Linked DNA regions of Mus musculus: all the other regions are linked to region 1. A link is a contact called in public HiCAR-type and promoter capture Hi-C data. All regions are on one chromosome and are shown on one strand. The core of a region is the stretch at or near the end of the contact, and the rest is flanking DNA. Distances in the headings are between cores, read along the strand shown.

Evidence for each region. Promoter capture Hi-C pulls out the DNA fragments that hold promoters and counts their contacts. HiCAR-type assays count read pairs that join an accessible place to other places.
Region 2: a promoter capture Hi-C map of pre-B cells shows a contact between it and region 1. The contact joins the promoter of Wdr78 here to the promoter of Jak1 in region 1. A contact is called at or near these places in 4 of 39 promoter capture datasets (the HPC-7 cell line, liver, neutrophils and 1 more) and 4 of 115 datasets of contacts at active chromatin or transcription factors (astrocytes, cardiomyocytes, large pre-B cells and 1 more).
Region 3: a promoter capture Hi-C map of liver shows a contact between it and region 1, with 3 times the contacts expected there. The contact joins the enhancer-like site here to the promoter of Jak1 in region 1. A contact is called at or near these places in 7 of 39 promoter capture datasets (the C10 cell line, the HPC-7 cell line, liver and 2 more), 1 of 484 Hi-C or Micro-C datasets (CD4 T cells), 3 of 115 datasets of contacts at active chromatin or transcription factors (bone marrow-derived dendritic cells, large pre-B cells and thymic regulatory T cells) and 2 of 9 other capture datasets (adipose tissue and liver).
Region 4: a contact with region 1 is called in a HiCAR-type map of astrocytes, with 3 times the contacts expected there. The contact joins the promoter of Efcab7 here to the promoter of Jak1 in region 1. A contact is called at or near these places in 3 of 39 promoter capture datasets (the HPC-7 cell line and pre-B cells) and 1 of 115 datasets of contacts at active chromatin or transcription factors (astrocytes).
Region 5: a contact with region 1 is called in a promoter capture Hi-C map of liver, with 3 times the contacts expected there. The contact joins the enhancer-like site here to the promoter of Jak1 in region 1. A contact is called at or near these places in 7 of 39 promoter capture datasets (the 3T3-L1 cell line, 3T3-L1-derived adipocytes, frontonasal cranial neural crest and 3 more).

The regions. Positions count from the first base shown.
Region 1 is chr4:101,263,503-101,267,707 of GRCm38.p6, reverse strand. Jak1 (Janus kinase 1) reads left to right here and starts at 2,426. Exons shown (of 25, transcript NM_146145.2): 1 at 2,426-2,666.
Region 2 is chr4:103,112,433-103,116,234 of GRCm38.p6, reverse strand. It overlaps Wdr78 (WD repeat domain 78), which reads left to right and starts at 1,936. Exons shown (of 17, transcript NM_146254.4): 1 at 1,936-2,125. The coding sequence starts at 2,079. It also overlaps a transcript of Mier1 not described here.
Region 3 is chr4:102,582,457-102,586,154 of GRCm38.p6, reverse strand. All of the region lies in intron 6 of Pde4b (phosphodiesterase 4B, cAMP specific), which reads right to left. Among named protein-coding and RNA genes, the nearest start is that of Gm52667, 15 kb to the right of the region's middle. Within about 2 kb of position 1,409, at least 24 of the 459 cell types and tissues checked have an H3K27ac peak or open chromatin away from gene starts, as enhancers often do.
Region 4 is chr4:99,828,183-99,831,800 of GRCm38.p6, reverse strand. It overlaps Efcab7 (EF-hand calcium binding domain 7), which reads right to left and starts at 2,356. Exons shown (of 14, transcript NM_145549.2): 1 at 2,247-2,356; 2 at 221-408. The coding sequence starts at 407. It overlaps Itgb3bp (integrin beta 3 binding protein (beta3-endonexin)), which reads left to right and starts at 2,643. Exons shown (of 9, transcript NM_026348.4): 1 at 2,643-2,718. The coding sequence starts at 2,714.
Region 5 is chr4:99,957,962-99,961,937 of GRCm38.p6, reverse strand. It overlaps Pgm1 (phosphoglucomutase 1), which reads right to left. Exons shown (of 11, transcript NM_028132.3): 2 at 320-482. Among named protein-coding and RNA genes, the nearest start is that of BC062258, 30 kb to the right of the region's middle. Within about 2 kb of position 2,562, at least 20 of the 459 cell types and tissues checked have an H3K27ac peak or open chromatin away from gene starts, as enhancers often do. A contact at or near this core is called in liver, where this site is marked.

The DNA.
Region 1 (4,205 bases), core at 1,177-3,676:
ATGTTTATGTCATTTCAGAAATTGCTGGGAATCCTGTCCTAATTGAAATTCAAAGCAAGATAAACTTTGGTTTCTGTGTGTGAAACTTGAGCAACTGAAACAGGACTTTTATTTTTTATTTAATTTAATTTTAACATTTATTTATTTGTGGGTGGGGGCAGTCATGTGTAATGTCACACATGTGGAGGTTAAAAGACAACTTTTGGTGGTCAGATCTTTTGGTTCATGATGTGGGTTCTGGGGATTAAGCCAGATTGTCAGGCCTGGTGATAATCTTGCCATCCCAGCAGCCTGTAAGCAGCAAATTTAAGAAATCATTTTAACAGAATTCAATCCAAACATATGCAGTTGGATGCATGGTGTGCAACAAGGGGAGAAATATTACTGAAAGTCTTCGTCATAACAAATGTTTTTATAAGAACAGCAAGCTTTCTATATATAGTAATAGAGAGACAGACAGACAGACACACAGACAGTACAATTCATAACAGGTGCATCTGAGCCAAAGTGCTTCAGGTGTTGCTTGCTGGCAGTGTGTGTTGTGACAGTCCTTACAGGTCCAAGTGTGTGTTCAGAACCAAGGCTGCAATGACATAGTTGGACACAATGGGCAGGCATGGCTAGAAATACCTCAGATTCATTATGTTTGATTTTTAAATTATCTTCGGGTTGTTACACATTTTAGAAACCTTTTACTTAATGACAATTTTGTGAGCACCCCACACTAAATCATGAAAAAAACCACAGGTTTGTAACAGGGCCCTAGACCTTAGCACAACGGACTCCATGATGGAAGTGCTATTCAGGGTATAAAACTCACCACGTAGACACTACCACCTGCTAAAAATGAAAACAAAGGCCCAATCCATCAAAGGCCATGGTTCTGGGAAAGTCTCTGAGTGTGCTAACCTTGCTTTTTGGCATCTGTAGCTCTGCGTCTGGCTAACTGTTCTTGTTAACTGAAGTATGTCAACCCAGGGCATGGTTCTTGTGCTTACAAGCTCACCCTGAGAAAGACTCCGGTCTACACTGGGATCCTGAACACCCACTGTAGTTGCTGGTCAGCTAAGAAAGTCTTTCTAAAGGCTTAAGCCCATGTCTGATCAGGTCTTCTCTGGCAAACACCCCACAAGTTTAAGATGCCAGAATGGAAGACACCTGAGAGCTACAGGGTTTTGTTTGTTTATTTTGTTTTTGTGGATAGGATAAGACTGAACAAACCTACTGTGAAAGATTATGATAATGAAAACTCAAAAGCACTGGACACAGATTAGGTAGGAATGGATGTTAATTCTTATTACTCTTTTCCATAGTTTGTTTCTCTCCCCTGCTCCTTTTGGAGCTCTTACACCACAGAACAGAGGCTGGGCCTGAAGAAACTCGTGGAAGCCGGAGGTTTTGTTTCTGGTTAAGTCCTCATGATGGTTAGTATTGTCAGTTTGACTATTAGAATCACCTAGGAGATCAGCTATACCTGTGAGGGATTGTTTAGATTAGGTTACCCCTTGGCCATGCCCTTCAACATTACCTAGATTAGGGTCTCCTAGAAGACTTGCTTTGCGCAGGGATTCTGTAGACTAGTCTATCCCCTTGGCTGTGCCCTTGAGGATTATCTAGATTAGGGTAATGGAGATAAGATCCACTTTATCTGTGGGCAGAACCATTCCATGGACTGTGGTCCTGGATTTAATACCCAGGAGAAAGCTAACACAAGAATTCATCCTCTCTTCTTCCTGAGCATGCGCGCAATGTGACTTTCCACCTCAAGTTTCTGTCATCACGACTTCTCATCATGATGGTCTGTGTTCGCTCCAACTGTACAGGGTAATAAACTCTTTTTTCCTTAAATTACTTTTGTCAAATATTTTATCGCAACAACTGACAAAGTGACTTTCGTTCTTGCTAGGCAAGTCTTTCCAGAACCATCTTCTAGAGTGGCTGGGATGGGGCAGATGTAAACACACAGGGCACGGATAATGCCTCCAAGGGCACAGGTTGCTCCAGAGGGCAAATTCTTATTCCCTGCGTGAGTGATTTCATCGCTCCTCTCCTCTCCTCCCTTCCCCTCCCCTCCCCTCTCCTCCCCTCCCCTCCCCTCCCCTCCCCTCCCCTCTTCTCTTCTCTTCTCTTCTTTTTTTCTTTTTCTTTTTTTTTTGGCGGGGTGGGGGGACAGGTCATTTCACAGAGATCCACCTGTCTCTGCCTCCCGGAGTGTTGGGATTAAAGAAGTGTGCCAGTATGTCCAGTTTGAGTTCAATTCTCACAAGCTACTTGGTAAGCGGAAGCGAGCGGAGACACTTGCTGGAGTGCGAGCCTGGGCAGGCGGGGACTCCAAGGTCCTCAGTCTTGGGTCTTGGCTCTGTCCAATTGTAGGAGCAGCTTCTGACGTCACGGGGGCTGGGCCGTACAAGGGGCGTGATCGTTCAGAGTTGGAGGGGCGGGGCGCCGGTGCGTTTTTAGAGCGCAGGCCGCCGCAGCCGCGGAGTAGCCGGCAGCCGCTGACGCGCCGCGGGGTCCGCGCCCAGCCTCGCTCGTCCTTTCGGTGCCTCTCCTTAGCCGCGGGTGTCCACGCCGGACCCTGCACGGCAGGCTGAGTTGCCTGCCAGACTCCTGACCCAGATCGACCCTGCGCCAAGGAGCCGCGCGGCCCGGCGCACACGGAAGTGGTGAGTGTCCCGGTGGGGAGGTGGAGACCGCCGTGGCCAGCTCGGGGACCGTGAGAGGGGCGCGGAGCCGGGCGGCCGAGCGGCCAGGGCGGCCGGGGCGGGGATTTCCAGGCGGCGGGGCTGCCGGGAGGCGAGGGAGGGCCGCTCCGCTAACAGCGGCCCGCTCCGCCGACATCCTGTTTATGGCCCCGCGGCCTGCGCGCCGACGGCCTCTGGCGCCGCAACAGCCCGGACCGCAGGACTCGCCGAGGGTCGTGGCCCGCGTTCACCCCTGGTCAGCTCTTGCGGGGGTGGGGGACTTTTGGGGTTTGGGTCTGCGTGGGGGCGCGCCCCGGGAACTCCGAACCGCAGCTTGCCGGAATGTAGCATGATGGAGGGCCATGGGTGAAGGGAATGGGGAGAGACGACTATAGGTCCTACCCGAAGGGACCCGATTCATCGAAACTGGGACCAGTGTCTGTGGCTCCCCAACTCCTGGCTCCGGTTCCGCGCGAACGAACGCCCCCGTCGACTCAGAAGCAGTAGGCACCCCTCTGGAGACACTCCCAGGCTCCTAGGATGATGAGTGTTTATGAAGGGAGTTCTTTAGGGAGACTAGACCAGAGGTGTGGTTATCTCCTGGTGCCTGTGTGCCCCCTTCGGAGGTGTATCCTCTGTGATTTCTCGGGAACTAGGACTGGGCCCTAATAGTCTTAATTCATGGCTGTGACCTGTCTTCTGCCTCTGCTTGGATACATCAGTATCCATGCTATTAAAATTCCTCCCCAGTCATAGAGCTCAGTCGCAGGTATTTACGGTAGTATAAAATTACCTTTACTTCTTTCAGGGAAGAAGGCATTAAAAACTTGGGCCGTTAAATAAGTAGAATGCTGAGACAGATAAAATTATCTAGTCTTTGGGTGTTGCCTTCCCCGTTTAAAAAGAAAATGTTTGAGTTACGGGTGGTGTAAAAAACTTTTTTCTTTTTCTTTTTAAATGAACATTTTGCATTGATTAAATTTTTATACCTTCCCTTTCTAAAAACCACATTTTGTGTTGCCTATTGCTTTTGCTTGTGGGGACTCTGATGTTTTCCAAGTACTGGAATTTGGGGCTATGTGGAGCAACTATGATCTTGTTCAAAATGTCAGTCAGTAGTACCCAAGTTGAGAGATCATGTGTGGTTACCAGGTAAAAAATTAGACTTGGGGCCCTGTGTGCAAAGTCATTTCATCCCTGGCTTCAGTTTTCCAACATCTAGGGGATACTTTTTTATTGAGTGATCGGTTTGTTCTCTTGTGCATCATGGTGAAGGTTAATGGAGACTGCAGGCCAGCATTTAGACAGTTCTGGTATAACATGCTTTATAAAATGGAATAAATGCCTCTTCTGTATGGATTGAGATCATGTAGAAAGAAACAGATACATCATCCTAGAGGGAGTGTGAACATTACAAATAGTAATCATAACTTAATTCTAGTATCATATTAACTTGAACTGTATTTCAGTTTGTCTACACTGCTGTACTTTTTAGGGGAGGGAGTTGCTTAGATTTTTTTT
Region 2 (3,802 bases), core at 687-3,186, 1.8 Mb before region 1:
AGAGTAGCTCTCAAAGTACATCAAGAAATACATGTAACATTTTCAAGTCCACGAGTCCTCTTTGAAAACTATTTTCTGAACTCCTTCCTAAAACTTTTCTTAGGAAATACAGCCTACACTGTATGTGTGAAGACAAAGTACCTAGAATGGTGTTCTTCTTCAATGACCTCTGAACTTATCTTGACTTTAGTGGGCAGGACTACAGGATGCAAAGCACAGCAGCACATTACATATGGAGGCTCCACAACCAACAGAAATTATCTTTTCCTTTGTTCTTTTATTAATGCCATCCTAAAACACGTAGAGAAATTTGACCCTTCAAAGGATAGTTTGGGTTCCTTTCATAATCTTTTTCATATAATTTCATCCAGTGGCCTTATTTTATCATCTTATCAATATTTGCAAACTAGTTATAAATCTTAACGTTGCTGATGTCACTTTTATATCACCCAAAGTCTTGGAAGGGTTGGCCATTAGCACGCCTACAACACCAGCACAGACAATAATCATGTTTTTATTACATGAGGGAGCTTGCCTTTGCCCTCCCTTCATCTCCAGTCGTGCCCTTGCCTACCAGCATCACATCCGTCTTGTCTGCATTGAACCTCAACCAGTTGGTTCTTAACCACGTCCGAAACTCAGCCAGGCACTGGGAGAATCGAGCCACCACACCATCTGGATTAAAGGAAAGAAAGCCTCAGTAGCAAAGAGACAGAGACAGTTACCTCAAGCTCACTCAGTCTCACATTTTCAAAAGATGTCCCAGAACCAGGTCAACCGCCCCGTGGGAATTTCAGCAAAATGAAACAAAGATTGAGTCCTGCAATTTATAAGCAATGCTAAAGATTACAAAGAACCCAATAATTACATTTCTGTATTTCACCCATGATTTGAGAAAAGTCTAGTCAATTCCGGGTCATCTCCGTTAAGCGGTCTTAGAAACCTAGCTGGTCTTAAAATTGCCTAAGGTCTTCTGCAAAATTACAAAAATTGAGGTTTAATAGAAAAACTGAAGCCCTCCCCGGGAGTGGGGGAAGAGACTTGCCCAAGGTCACACAACATGCAAGGACCAGAGATGGGAACCAGGCCAGCAAGCATCTACATTACAAGCTAAAAGAATAAGGCCACTCGCGGGGGAGATAGGCACTGGGAGCGGCTGGTTCCCTGCAATGCTGTCTCTGAGTCTCTCGCCCCTCTAGCTCCCTCCGACAACGGCAGGTTGACCCAGGTTGCGCCTATCACCTCAAGGGATGCTCTGCTAAGAGAGCCAACCTCAACTGGCTGGACAGCTAGAGAAATCAGGGGCACAGAGGTGGAGCCACGGGGGAGTGGCCAGGAAGCCACACCCCTGCCGCGGAGCGAGGGCCGACCGAAAAGGGCGGGAGCTGGCCTGCCCGCCCCGCAAACTCACTCCGCAGCGTAATCCCGGCGCGCCGCGGAAGCGGCGAAGATTGGGCGCCGCCGCCGCCACCGCGAAGGCCGAAAGACCGGGGAGGGGCGGGGCGGAAACTACGCATGCGCGCCAGACGGCAGCGCCTCCAAGCCGCCAGCCCTCCCGGTACACTCGGGCAGCCCCGCCCCGGAAGTTAGGAGTCTTCCGGGCGGCGCTCTCCCGTGGGGGGAGGGGAAGTGGGGAAAAGGAGACTGCGAGCGCCCCTGGGGCCCCGGTTCCCGATCGAAGGATGGGTAAGATGGTCTGTGGAGGCTGCACTTACAGCCGCCGCTGCTGCCGCCGCCTCCGCTGCTGCCGCCGCCGCCTGGAGACGCCCCATCCATCCGCCTGCAGCCGGGAGACTCGCAGCCTGGGAGGGGCCTAGGGCCTGGGCCGCCCGCCTCCTCCGAATCGTCGCCCGAGCTTCCTCCAGCTCCACCAACCCTCTACCCTCCCCTCCGCCTCCGCCCTCCTCCTCCACCTCGAGCGGCCAGCCAACCGCGCGGCCGCTTCTTGAGCCAGGCTCCGCGGTCGCCATGGCGCCCGGCAAACATTCCTGAGCTGCTGAGCGGGCAGTTGGGAGTCCGGGCATCGCCGAACCTGCTGGGGAAGGGGGCGCCGAGCCCTGGTCTAAAAAGTCACCACCATGCATAGCTCTCCGACGAGCACCCGCAAGCAGGCCAGCTTCGCCGCGTAAGTTCCGCACTAGATCCGTGTGGCCCGTTCCTCTAGATCCCGGAGAGACAGCCAGCCCTTCGGTTTGGAAAGGGGTTCCCAACGCATTCGATCCCGCGGAGCCCCCCAGGCAGCGCCGGATCCTCTGGCTTGATTCGGTCTGTGTAAAAACTCCCGCTGCCGTGCTAGACCGGAGTTTGTCGAGGACCACCCTGCCTATTTCTTCCAAGCGCTTTTTCTTGTATTCTTTCATTAGGTCTCTCAACTTCCAAGCTGTCTCGTGTTCTGGCTCCTTGGTCTCTGAGCAACCAAAGCTAATTTTAATATGTACGCCAGCAGAGGATTTTTTTTTTTCATCTCTTTCTGCCAGCTTACCTTAAGACTCTTAACTGCTTAGTTCATGCCGCTAAGCTAGGAGAAAGGCCCAAAGATAATGTGGACTCGTGTGGCGTTGAACTTGGAAGTGGTTTGAATTTTCATTAAAATATTCCCCCTTTCATGCTCGAACATTTCAGTGGTTTTGCGGTCTTCCCAGAGCAGCCACATCTTTTCTTCCAACATCCTCTCAGCTAATTCGCCCTTTGAACTTACTGAAAGTTCTGAGGAGAGAGCCTTGCATTTGCCCTTGAGTTAAGTGCTCAGCCTTACATCGCTTCTCCGAAAAAGCGCTTTCCAATAGCTTACAACAGTCGGTTGGCACTTTAGTTGTTAACTAGCCAGTCACCAGCTTTGATCTAAATGACCACTTACTTTACTGAGTTTTGAAATGCTTCAGTTAGCTAATAGGACATTTTTCAATCTTCACTAGGCTCGTGGCTAGTTTCTGCTGTTATGTATCAATGTCTGTTTGTGTTTATAGATCAGGGTCTTTCGCCCTGTGTAGCCCTGGCTGATATGGAACTGGTTTGAAAGTGCTGGGATTAAATAAAGGCTTGGGCCACCTGGCCTGGCCTTCTTTTTCAAAATAGTTTACTAATCTGTCTCCTTCCTAAATATGTGTTGTGGAGGCAGGTGGTTCACTTCGTTGTTGCCTTGTGCCTTTCAAAGTTAAGTATATGCATGATTCACAAGTTTTCTTATCTCTTCAAGATCTCTCTCAAGAAAACAAAACTGAAGCAATTACACCCAGTGTGCTCGAAATTCATCCTCAGCGCTGTAATTTACTGCCCCTTTGTTTCCAGTCCGCAGCCATCCCAGTTCATTAAACTGCAACCCTTGCACTTCCTCGGTATGGGTCCTGCATCTTTACTGCCAAGCATTGAGGGCCACTTCACTTCGTCAAGTAGCTGTGCTCTCCAGACCTAACAGTCATTTCTGCATTGGAATAGCTGGCTGAATCGTCTGCTTGCCAACACCCTCCACATAGTAGTCTGCACAAAACTTCCTTAAGCTTTTCCCTTTCCCTCTGAGCTCCCTTTCTTCCAAGTCCCCACGGGATCTGGCTTTGGATTATGCCCCTTGAGTATGATGTAACATCCCGCAGCACGCACACACACGCACATATACACACACATAGGCCAGGAACGCTATTACGCTTCGAGTTTATCCCCATGAGTATATTATATTCTCCAGGTTTTTTTTTTTCCTTAGTTTTTCAAGACAGGGTTTCTGGAACTCTCTGTAAACCAGGCTGGCTCTAATTCACAGAGATCTTCCTGCCTCTGCCTCCAACCTCTTGGGATTGTGGGTGTGCCC
Region 3 (3,698 bases), core at 160-2,659, 1.3 Mb before region 1:
CAAAGATCTTCAGGCACTGCCCTGAGCTCTTTGTGACTTCACATAGAAGGGTGAACTGGAAGGCTCTTCTTGGTAGCACTATGTTTCTCAGGGAAAAAAAAAAAAAAAGCCAGAAGGCAGCTGGCACAAGGACTAACATCATGCTTGTGAAAAAGTTACTTTTATATGAATCTGAATTTGCTAGCAGTGATTCTATATGATTAAAAATATCATTAAAATCATTAAAAGTTTTTTAATTGAAAAGTTTTGAATTGAAAAGATACTTTTTTCTCAATGATATCCTGGTGAAATCAGTGAGAGAAAATTTTAAGGAGGGGGGGAGTGAGGCAGGGGGGGGTGCGGGGGGGGGGGGGGAAGGTGCCAAAGAGGAAGACAGCCCTAGTCATTGCTCCTGTGGGTGGCCATCTACGTAGGAGCCCAGCTGTGAGACAGGCGCCTTATTGTGTAGGATTTTCCTGTTTTTGCAGTTTGAAACAACTGCCGAACTCATTAAAGTCACAATGACTTTTGGGGACTGACTTTTGACTCATATTTTATACTCTTGTTAGTCATAAAGTTATAAGAATTCCCAAGAATCAGGAAAGCAGAGGGGCTGAAAATCCCTCTTGAGATCATGTCTGAGACGCTCAGGGTGACAGAGAGGGAGAGACGGTGACACAGGTTAGTGAGAGAGGACTACAAGCAATATGTGACCTCAGATAAAATGAACTGACTTCTTGGGTCTCTGTTTCTTTAGTTGAGTGAGATGGTTAATTTTAAAGTCCCTAATTTTTTTTATTTTTATTTTTTAATCTGAATTTAAAATAAAACAGGAGAAAAGTCTGGAGCAAGGATATGGTGTAGTTCTTTAAAAAATCCTCTTGTGAAACTCACAATTTCCACTGTTGTTAATAGCTCGGGCACTGTGCTGCTTCCCATTCCTTTAAAACACTGAGCCCTGTTTCTTTAACGACATGTTTGTCTTATTTGAAAGGCAAGTGGAATAGCACTGGGTGAATTAATAACTGAGTGGAAGAAGGAGCCCATGGCCATGCCTCCTTTGCCAGAGTAGCTGAGCCAGAGAGCACAGTCCAGAGGGGGTGGGGTGGGGAGAGAGGGGGAGTGTTGTGCCTGCCAACAGGTTCTACTGGGAGCAAATTCTGGCCTGGGGGAGGGGGGCACAAGGTTAGGTAATATTCATCACTCCAGGGCCACACTAGAGAGACTCGCTTCTGCAATGGCTTGAGGATGGAGTCATTTCTCTTCCTACATGCCCAGGGACACAGTGATACGAGGTAGCAAGTGTGAATCTTGTCATCACAATTTTGCAACAAAGTGCTGTCATTTCTGATGAACAAAGCCAGTTCTATTCACCAGCCGGAAGATGAGTGTTTGCTCAAGTGACATATGAAAGGCCAAGTAGGGACAACACATTAGTGCATGCATACAGAGAAGTGGAAAGGGGGAGGGGAGGGGTGCAGGATACAGCTCTTTTGCACAGTGACACTGGGCTTTATGTAGCTCTCCGAATCCTTAGGTGTTTCTCCATACTTAGTCCCTTCACTCTCCAAGGATTTTTCTTTTTACAGTTTCTGAAATCTTTTTGAGAGAAAATATGATACACATTATTTGAATGCTGAGAAGTGACCCTTCCTAACCTTGCAGTAATTCCCATAAGAACCTTTACAGAAACTTCTCATGACCCACATTTCCTTCCAAATTGCTACAGTGACATGATTAAATAGACAAAAAGAAAATACTGCAAGTAATTTCTCAGAGCTAACACAGTCACAGCATTTTATACAACATACTATTTCTAAATTATGTATAATGTTTATTATATTATATGATGCATTATATATATTTATGCTTCTGCAACAAAAAAATGCTAGGTTTGATGGATTAAAAAAATAAGATTCTCTTTTAAACATAAAACTTTTTCAAGTATATGTATAGTTCAGATATTACATATCCAAATATCTCACAAGAAGATTCAAAGTTATACATTTGTTTTCAGGATGGAAACCTATGCAAGCTTTTAGCTAATTAAAAATATCCAAATTTTAGTTCTTAGATAAAGATCTTTCCTTCTTTTGAGAAATGAAAGACAACTCACCACACTAACCACCCTTGGAACATTTACGTTCTGCCTTCTTGCTTTTAATCTGTAAGGATATTTTGCCAAATCCAGCTAACCACCTTAATCAACAGATGACGAAAATCATTGCAGCAAATGAAAAAAAAGAATTAAGGAATCAAAGTTTAGTATTGCTATTCTTTTACGCCCCCAAAGTCTCAAGATTTTCATATGATTTTAAAATTGGTGACTAAAACCTTTTTTAAAATGTTTCTCAGCTAGAAACCCTACATCTTATAATATTTTTTAAAAAAATAGAAACATTGAATCAGATGCATGGATCATTAAGTCTTGAATCCTCTCCAGTGGAAAACAAAATCAATGGTTGGCGACCTCCAGCTCCCTGGAGACAACTACACAGAACAAGGGGGACATCACCGAAACATTCTTAGTCTATAAATATGAGTCATGGCAGACATCTGACCACTGAACTACATCTGAAGACCCCGGTTTTTTAAGATAGGGTTTTGCAACATTGCCTAGGAAGTTCTTGCCTCTACCTCATAAATTCATGGCTTGTGTGTACCACCACACCCAACAGTACAGTTCCTTTTAAGAATGGATTCCCACTTTCAGACTCCAAAATTGCTTGAGTTATTGTAAATCCCCCTTTCTTAAAATGTCTACTATTTCTGTGGCTATGCAAATCTGCCATAACTTATTTTTGAGATTACTCCTCTACTTTCCTAACGATTACTCCTTGTCTTTCCTAGAGTCTATAATGTATTTGACATTAGTTATATTGTTTTCAGCTAGTGTTTCTTCTATAGTCCCTGATACATGAGACATGGGAGGTTTCAAAGCTGCTTTACGAATCACTTCTTCTGAATTAACGTTTCTCAGGACTGTGACAGCCCAGCAGTCTGTCACGTTTCAAAGTCAACTCTGGGGCCTACCAAGGAAATCGAAACCCTGAGTTACACAGGTCTATCCTTTTCTCTCCTGGAAGCATGCATCTTGTCCCTTTTAGTATTTTGGCATGCCTCATGTTGGACTATACACATCCGAATTGAGGAAAATCTGCCACAAATGGAAGGCTTGGACCTATTTGTAAACTCTAAAGGATGAAAACACATGTCTCGGATAATTTGTATCCCATTAGAAGAGACAGATATATCCTGTATATTGTTCTGGGATAGCTGCAATACTTTAGGCCAGATGGATGCACACTTTCACCACAATGTATTCCTAAGATGTACAGCTCTGTTGGGATAGAGACAATTTCAGAGATAGACATCTAACTTTTACATGAAAAGAGGGAATATTCATTTTAGGCTGCCCTGCTAGTGGACTTCAATAGCACCAAGGAAGCCCAATCAGAGAAGTTAGTAGCCTCTATAACACATGATACAGAGACAGCTGAGTGTTCTCTCAAATCTGGAAATAAACACTTATGCTGTAGCCTAGTCTAGGAAACTATGCAAGTTATTGCGCCCTCGAGAGACCAAGGACGTCCACCTTTAAAGTGGGACGACTAGGAAGGACATATGTATGTGACCTAGTGGGCGCTCTAAGCCGTGGAATTCATGCTTGAAGCTAGGCTTTATTTCTGATTTTAATCTCAGGCTTTGGGTTCACAGCT
Region 4 (3,618 bases), core at 1,107-3,606, 1.4 Mb after region 1:
GAATACACAATCCTCTCTCTGTGTACATGTGTGTGTGTAAATAGATAAATAGATGAGAGATACGTATAAAATTTGGAAGATAAACAGCTATTGTTTCTTAAAGTTCTTTTGCTTGTTTCACTGTGAAATTAGAATGATTTGATGATGTAATTTTAATTCAAACTTTTCATTCTATTAACTTTAATAAATAAGAGAAAATGTTCAACTTCAAAAAATTTACCTAGGTAAAGTTGATCTTTAGAAATAATGTTTTCCAAGCTGCTTTTGAAGATAGTTAAGTAGGCGGCTCTACAGTTCATATAAAACACCTCCTGTTCAGTTAGTGGGAATTTCTTTGTTCGAGGACTCCCAGAAAGCAGTGGGTTCTGAGTACCCAAAGCTGCATCACTTCCAGGGTTGCTGGCCATTCTGCTAGAAAAGAATGAATTTTTTTTTACTTTAGTCGTCGATGTAAATCACCTAAAATGCAAATGTGCCACCATGGGGTGGCGTACTAGGGTATTAAAGTTTGCATATATAGAATAAAAAAGATAAATATTATAACATCTCTATGAACTTAAATGTTAAGTAGAATAAGTCCTTAATAACTGATTTCTAATTATAGATGGATAGATATACACACTGTATATAATTTCTCAAATATACAATGATATCCTAAAGAACAATGATGTAGCATAATCCAAAAGAATCAGAACAAAGAAAATGCATACATGCATCATCTCAAAATAAGACTTCAGGGGAGACTTCACAGGGTTGTTAAGATTACAACAGTTCACAAATGTGAAACATACAGAATACTTCAGGACACACAAATGCTAAAGAAAACATACATGGAGTGAAATTCCCCAACAGTGAGGTTTTTTTTTTAATGCAAATCAACTGCAGTTGGATCCCCCCATAGCAGGATTAACTATCATTTCATTCACATTTCTATAATACAGCTCATGTCAAATCACTGGATATTTGAAGTTCCACCGATTACATTGAGCTTTATAAAGTTCCTTTACTAGTAATAATATTTAGTGTCTATACAGCATGTCTGCTCATAAGACATTAATATACAATCAAACGTCTTATTTAATCCTTTCTACACTGACCAGGCACTTTTTGTCCATTTTACAGATGATGAAATTGAGGGACAGAGATGTCACCCAGTCAGTGGTAATTTGTGAAATCTCAGTCATTTCTTCTTTTAATGTGAATGAAGGTTTATTGAACAAAGGCTACTATGCAGGGCAAAATTGTTCTGGTGGTCTAATGGCTTCCAACATTGCTTTATCCTGCGTTGACTTCTAAAAATACATTCCAATCTAATAAATTGAATAGTTCAAGTTGAACAATAAGATGACACAGGTAGGGTCCCCTTCAGGACTCATTGGATTCATACTCAGGAGGCCTAAATCACTGGCACCTTCTTGAATTATGTAGGTCTTTTACACTTGGGAAAGAAAGATAATAATCGCTTATCATGGATGAAGTACCCTATTTATAATACACAGACCGCCTGCCTGACACTTTCATATTACACCAGATTTAGAAGGACCCCATAGGGATGTGGTGTCACAGTCTGGTTACTGCAAATTGGTATCACCATAATTAAACATCGGTTTTAAACACATATGCGTGCGCGCCATCTCACAAACGGGAAAGAAAACTATTCCAATAAGGAAGAGCAAGCACTCGGCTTACAGCAAGCAATTTAAAAACATTTTTAAGGATCTTCAAGTGCTCCTTCCAAATGGGGTTATTCTCACATGAAAATCCCTGGACAGAAATGTTCCAGAATTCTATTCTTTCCCTTCCTGTGAAGACAGTCCAAACTGAAGCTTAAATAAATATATAATTGCACCCCTAGGGCTCGGAAACCACCTTTTATTTAAAATTCTAGCCCAAGTCTGAGACAGGGGCCTGGAGAGTATATTGTAGCAAACGGCTCCATAAATAACTAGGCACACAATAAGCAGGAAAAATAAACTGTTAAAAGCGCCTAAGGCGTCTAAAGGGCCAAATGAAAACAGAGAGCCATCCAGTCACCGTCGCTGCACCGTGAAACAGTCACAACTAATCCCAGACAAGCTCTCTCCGTTTTTTGTACTCCTCTGGCCACGATGCTGCATCCCCTTGTGTGTTTCGGGGCATGCACCGGCTCTTAGGAGGACACAGAAGTAAACGTAGCAGATGGGAGAGGCGGCCGCACAATGAAGAGCAGAGCGAGCGACAGAGCAAGAGAGAGGCTTGGTGGCTACCTAATTTCAGCTCACAAACCAAGAAGAGCAGCCAATTTTCGTTAGTAGATCCGCGAACCTCTCGGCGCAACCGGACAGACCTCCGCCTTTTTTAGATTACCATAGCAACTGCGCCTCGCCGCCACCGGAAATAAGAGGCAGAGCACCTTCCAAACGCTCCGACCAGAGATTTGTGGACCATTGACCGAGAGAGAACAGCCATGGCATTGTAGCTTATCTGTTGCGAGGCTGGCATGTCCACAATAGTGAGGAGGGTCGTGCGCTGCATGCGGCTGGGGCTAAATGGATTCTGGCCTTAGACTCCCTGCACCATTTCCTTGAACACGTTCAGGCTCTTTCTCGCGCGGAGACTGTTTCCGGCGAGCTGCATACGGGGTGACACCTCATCCAGCGCTTACTACGCGGGCTTTTTATGCTTCCGCGTTTGCGGTTTCTCAGTTGGTTCTGTCCAGCAACGGAGTCCCGAAATGCCGTAGGTATCCCTTCCCCAGACGTTGCTGTTTTGTGGGCCCTCTATGAGCAAAAAGAGTATACAGGAAGAGTATGCCGTCCCATGGTCACCTTGTCTTTTTTATTTCTATAAACTTTTCTCTGTTGACAGCGTCGGGATGCTTGGTATTCCCAACCTACCTCTACCCTTCCAACACTTCTTTGACTCTTAAAACTTCACATCATTGTGTAAGCTGCGGGCTAAATCTGAGTAATGTCTAACTTGAAATGACTAAGAATGAAAGAGTATATTAAGTAAACATTTCTCTGTAATTTGTAGAATTTTTAAATGCTTGTTAAGCATTTGTGTAGTGAGTTCTCTGAAACTCGGGAGAGATTTCATGGACTGAATGGATTTCAGGCACTGAAAGATTCTTAAGATTATCACTTAGCAACTCAGTAATAAGTGATTTACTTTTCTTACTTATAAAAATAAGCTTGAAAAAAGTAAAAAGTGGGTTTGTATTGGGTCATCTTTAAGTTACAGCCCAACCCCAATAATGTGATTACCGAAAATGACCATAGTAGAGATGGGTATTGTGCTAGACTGCTACCCTTCGGCTACCCTACATAGGCTATATAAAGCACAGTTAGCGGTTGTATAAACAGGTTTTTTTTTTTTTTTGTTTTGTTTTGTTTTTAAAAAAAACAGGGTCTTTTTAAAGAATTTGAGGGAGGAGGAAGACCTAACTCTTGTAATACTTCTTTGGCTACCCCCGTACCAGGCTGATTTAGGTACTTCCTGCTAGGGTAACATTTTCCTGTTTGAGTAAAATGCAAACTAAGATATTATCGGGGATACTTGTGTAAGATATGAGCTGACATAAAAGAAGGAGGACCTTCGGAAATAACAATATTTATTAACTCACCATTCTAAAAAGGT
Region 5 (3,976 bases), core at 1,313-3,812, 1.3 Mb after region 1:
ACTCTTTTTTTTTTTTTTTTTTTTCCAGATGTTTCTGAGTCAAATTCTCACTATACAGTTTGGATTGGCCTTGAATTCACAATTCTCCTGTGTCAACCTTCAAAGTGCTAGGAGCTAATAATACCAGTTAGACTTTTCTAAAGTAGAATACCATGATAGCTACAATTCATTACAAAGAAGGCAGCTGTAGACTAAGAAGTACTTTACCATCTCCAAAGGGAAGCAAAACCCCTTCTTAAGATGGGAATCAGAGCCCAGGGCTTCGGGCACTAGCTTATCCAACTGTATCTACTTGTCCTTAAGATGACAGAATACTCACCCCCATTAGAAATATTGAATTTAATTCCAAAATCTCCATTGGGCCCTCCTGGATTATGGCTGGCTGTCAGAATGATCCCACCAATAGCTTTGATTTTTCGGATGATGCAAGATACGGCAGGGGTGGAGAGTATTCCATTCTGCCCAATAACCAGGCGACCAATCTAGGATAGGAAATCCAGAACATATAAATACAAAGCTCCCACGAAGAAATGCCAGGGGAAGAAGAACATGGACAATGAAGACACTGTTGGACCAGCAAAGATGCTTTCTTAAAGAAACATCTTCATCTTGGATATCTCTACCATGTTACTGAGACAGAACAGAGCTGTTGAGCAAAGCCCGCCCTCCCTCCTTTCCCTTCTTCCCTATGGAACTTTGTAGCTTTGGAACCATACACTGAGGTGCTGTAAGGCAAGAACACAGTGCATGTGTGACAGTCCATCTGGGGAAGGTTCTCAATGTGGACTGACTGGAGGGATGTGAGAAAGCCTGCGTTTTTATTCCTATTCTCCATCCACAATGGGAGAAAGAACATAGGCCTAACTAGTGAAAGGCATTCCAATCAAAGAAAAGGCTTTTGCAATTAAGACCCTTCAAAAGCAAAAGGATTGCACATGGTATCAAGAATACAGAATGCACCTTGCATTCCTTTCCAGGCATGTCTGGCTTTTACAGCTAGTGGGATTCCTCGTGGTTCATCGCATTAGATATAGCTGGGTGACTTCCTGAGCCTAAGACAAGACTGTGAGGAGTGGTTGCTGAGGAACCCGGTCTGCCCATCTACATGAAAGGGACCCTGGCACTGAGTTGTGTTCCCAGCTCACTTGGGCATCTCTAGCCGATGGTATCAGCCCAGCTCTTGAACTTGCCTTCATAAAATGAAACCTGCTTCAACAACACCCAAGTTGGAAAGGCATTTGGTCAGGTCCTTGGAGGTGTGGGACCACTATACTGAAAATACTTAGAATGTGGGGAGTTGGTGGTGTCCCCATTCTATTCTGAAAGAATGGATCGGGAACGTCTTGTCGTTTGCTTTTAATTTTCCCATTAGTTTTGTGTGTTTGTTTTTTGGGTTTTGTTGTTGTTGTTTGTTTGTTTGATTTTTGTAGTGGAGATGACTTGGTGGTGGAGGATGTATTTCTCCTTTTACATTTTTATTTTTAATTATGTGTATGTGTGTGTACGCCTTGTGTGGGTGTGTGCACATGAATGCAGTTGCGCATAAAGAGCTATGGCCACAGCAGAACTCATGGCAGAAGCACAACATATAACACATTAGTTTTATATATATGTATGCATATATATATATGAGAGAAAGGGGAGACGGAACCATCTCAGCCCTGAAGGGGTTTCTCTATGTGACTACTTTTAAAATAAAGCCAGGAATCAGGTAATTTTAGATTTCTCCGAGGGGACCTTTTGGAACTGTGATTTACTAGTCATTGTCTGAGCCACCTAAAGATGTCTTTTCACACTGAACACACCAACGTTTCCTTCGATTTTATATGTACTTGGTATAGAAGGTCTGATGAACAATAAGCTACACCATGCATACTGCCCTTCATTCTCTTGTTCCTTATGGTAAGATCTGTGGTCAGCCATGACTGCAGGCTGCAGGGACTGTGCAAAAGGTTAAAAGTGGAAACCAAAGCAAGAAAACCCAGGGCTGCTTCTCTCTTGAAGAGCTAAGGGTTCTAAAGCAGGCTCCCATGGGCTGCCTTGACTAAGGAAGGCAGGGCAGGCACCCTCCTCCTAACGATGGCTGCACCACTGCAAGCCCTCCCCATTCCACCTCCCACCATGAAGCTCACCCAGCCACTTTTTAAAGACAACTCTGTCCTGCTAAAAAACAGGCCCTGTTGTGCACTGTCCCAAATCCCTCCCACCCCCAATCATCCCTGAAGATCCAGCAGGACTCAGCTGCTCATATGCCCGCCCGTGTTCCTCTCTCACAACAGCCAAAGGGGAAAGAACCCAGACATCCTGCTCCAGAAGGAAGGATGGATACACAATGCATCACACACACACACACACACACACACACACACACACACAATGCAGTATTACTCAGCCTTGAAATAGAAACCAAACTGGGGGGTGTTCTATAGTGAATGAATGGGTGGAGTAAGGAAGTAAAGATAAAGCAAATTATGAAGGAATTCCTGTCACACATTACACTATGGATTAGCCCTGGGGATATCTCAAAGACAGATAAGAGCAGGATGCCATTTACATGAGGTATCTTAAAATCATCAAAACCACAGACACAGGAAGAAGAATGGTGGCTGCCAGGGGTTTCGTAGAGGAGAGGGGCAGATGAAGATGTAAGGAGCTGTCCAGTGGGTGTGGGATACAGTAAAAGATGAAAATATTCTAAAGACGTGGCGTGGCAATGTGAATTCAGTTAACACTACTGACCCAAACAACTGAAATGGCTATGTCGCCGAATAATGTTATGTCTTTTAAAAAAACAATTAAATTGCTTTTTTGAAATTAGTTATTATATCCAGAGGTGGCATTGCTCTCTATGCATAGGGAAGTGATCGGAAAGATGTCTGTGAGACCAGCATCAGTTGTTTTATTTTCTATTTGTCTTGCTGCATCTCCTAGGCTAACCTCAAACTCCACAATCATTTCTTTAGCCTCCCCAGTGCTGAGATTACAGGATTTGACCACCACGCCTAGCTCAAAAGCTTTTTAAAACTCAAAGTGAAAGGAATAAAATTCTGACCCAAGCTCCAGCATGAGACATGAAAACATTATGCTATGAAACAGGCCAGACACAAAAAGACAGGACTGAATGTTACGAGGGAGTCAGGACAGGCAAACGTGCAGAGGCAGAGGGGAGAGCTAGACACAGAGGCTGCTGGAAAAAGCAGATATGGGGAACGACTGTATAGTGGGTACAGAGTTTCTGTTTGGGATGACGATTGTACTACATTATAAATGCCACTGGAAATGCTTCACATGACAAAGCTGATGTTATATGCCACCTTCCCTAAGAAAGGGGAAATACAGCTTGGTGGCTCTCATGCTTTGTTTTAAAAGGGGAGGAGGAAGAGGAGGAGAAAGGAGGAAGATGATGATGATGCCCCCTCATTTTCTTTGCCCTGCTAGCTACAAGTACAGTCCTTTTATTTAACCTCTGAGCTTTCTCCAAGTTCAAAGCTCAGGGGACAAAGTGCATTCTGCACAGGCCCAACCAAAAACTCATTTTGTGCATTAAGATATCCACTAAAAGTAGACAGCTCCATGCAAATGAGAACAAAGAGGAACTTCTATTGAAGCTTAATTACACTCCATACTTCACAGATGATGGAAATCAAGAAGAGGAAGATACAGATGCACCAGGACACAGAAGGGGAAGATGGCAGGCTACCTTATCTTTAGCTTACCTTGCCAAAAAGTCCTCCATAAACTAGTAACGGGGGAAGTAGCCACTGACAATGGTAAGCAGCACTGCCTCTTGCTAAAATCCACGGTATAACTATCCTTCCCTTAGATTTCCTGCATCCTACCACAGCCGGAGATGTTAAAGCTGTCTGAATGTGGACTATGTTAGAAAAAGAAGAAACTAAGCAAGGTCTTTAGAACCTCGGCATTTTTATCAGATTAGAGCACGTTATCCGTCTACTAAACGTCTTTAAAGTGATTC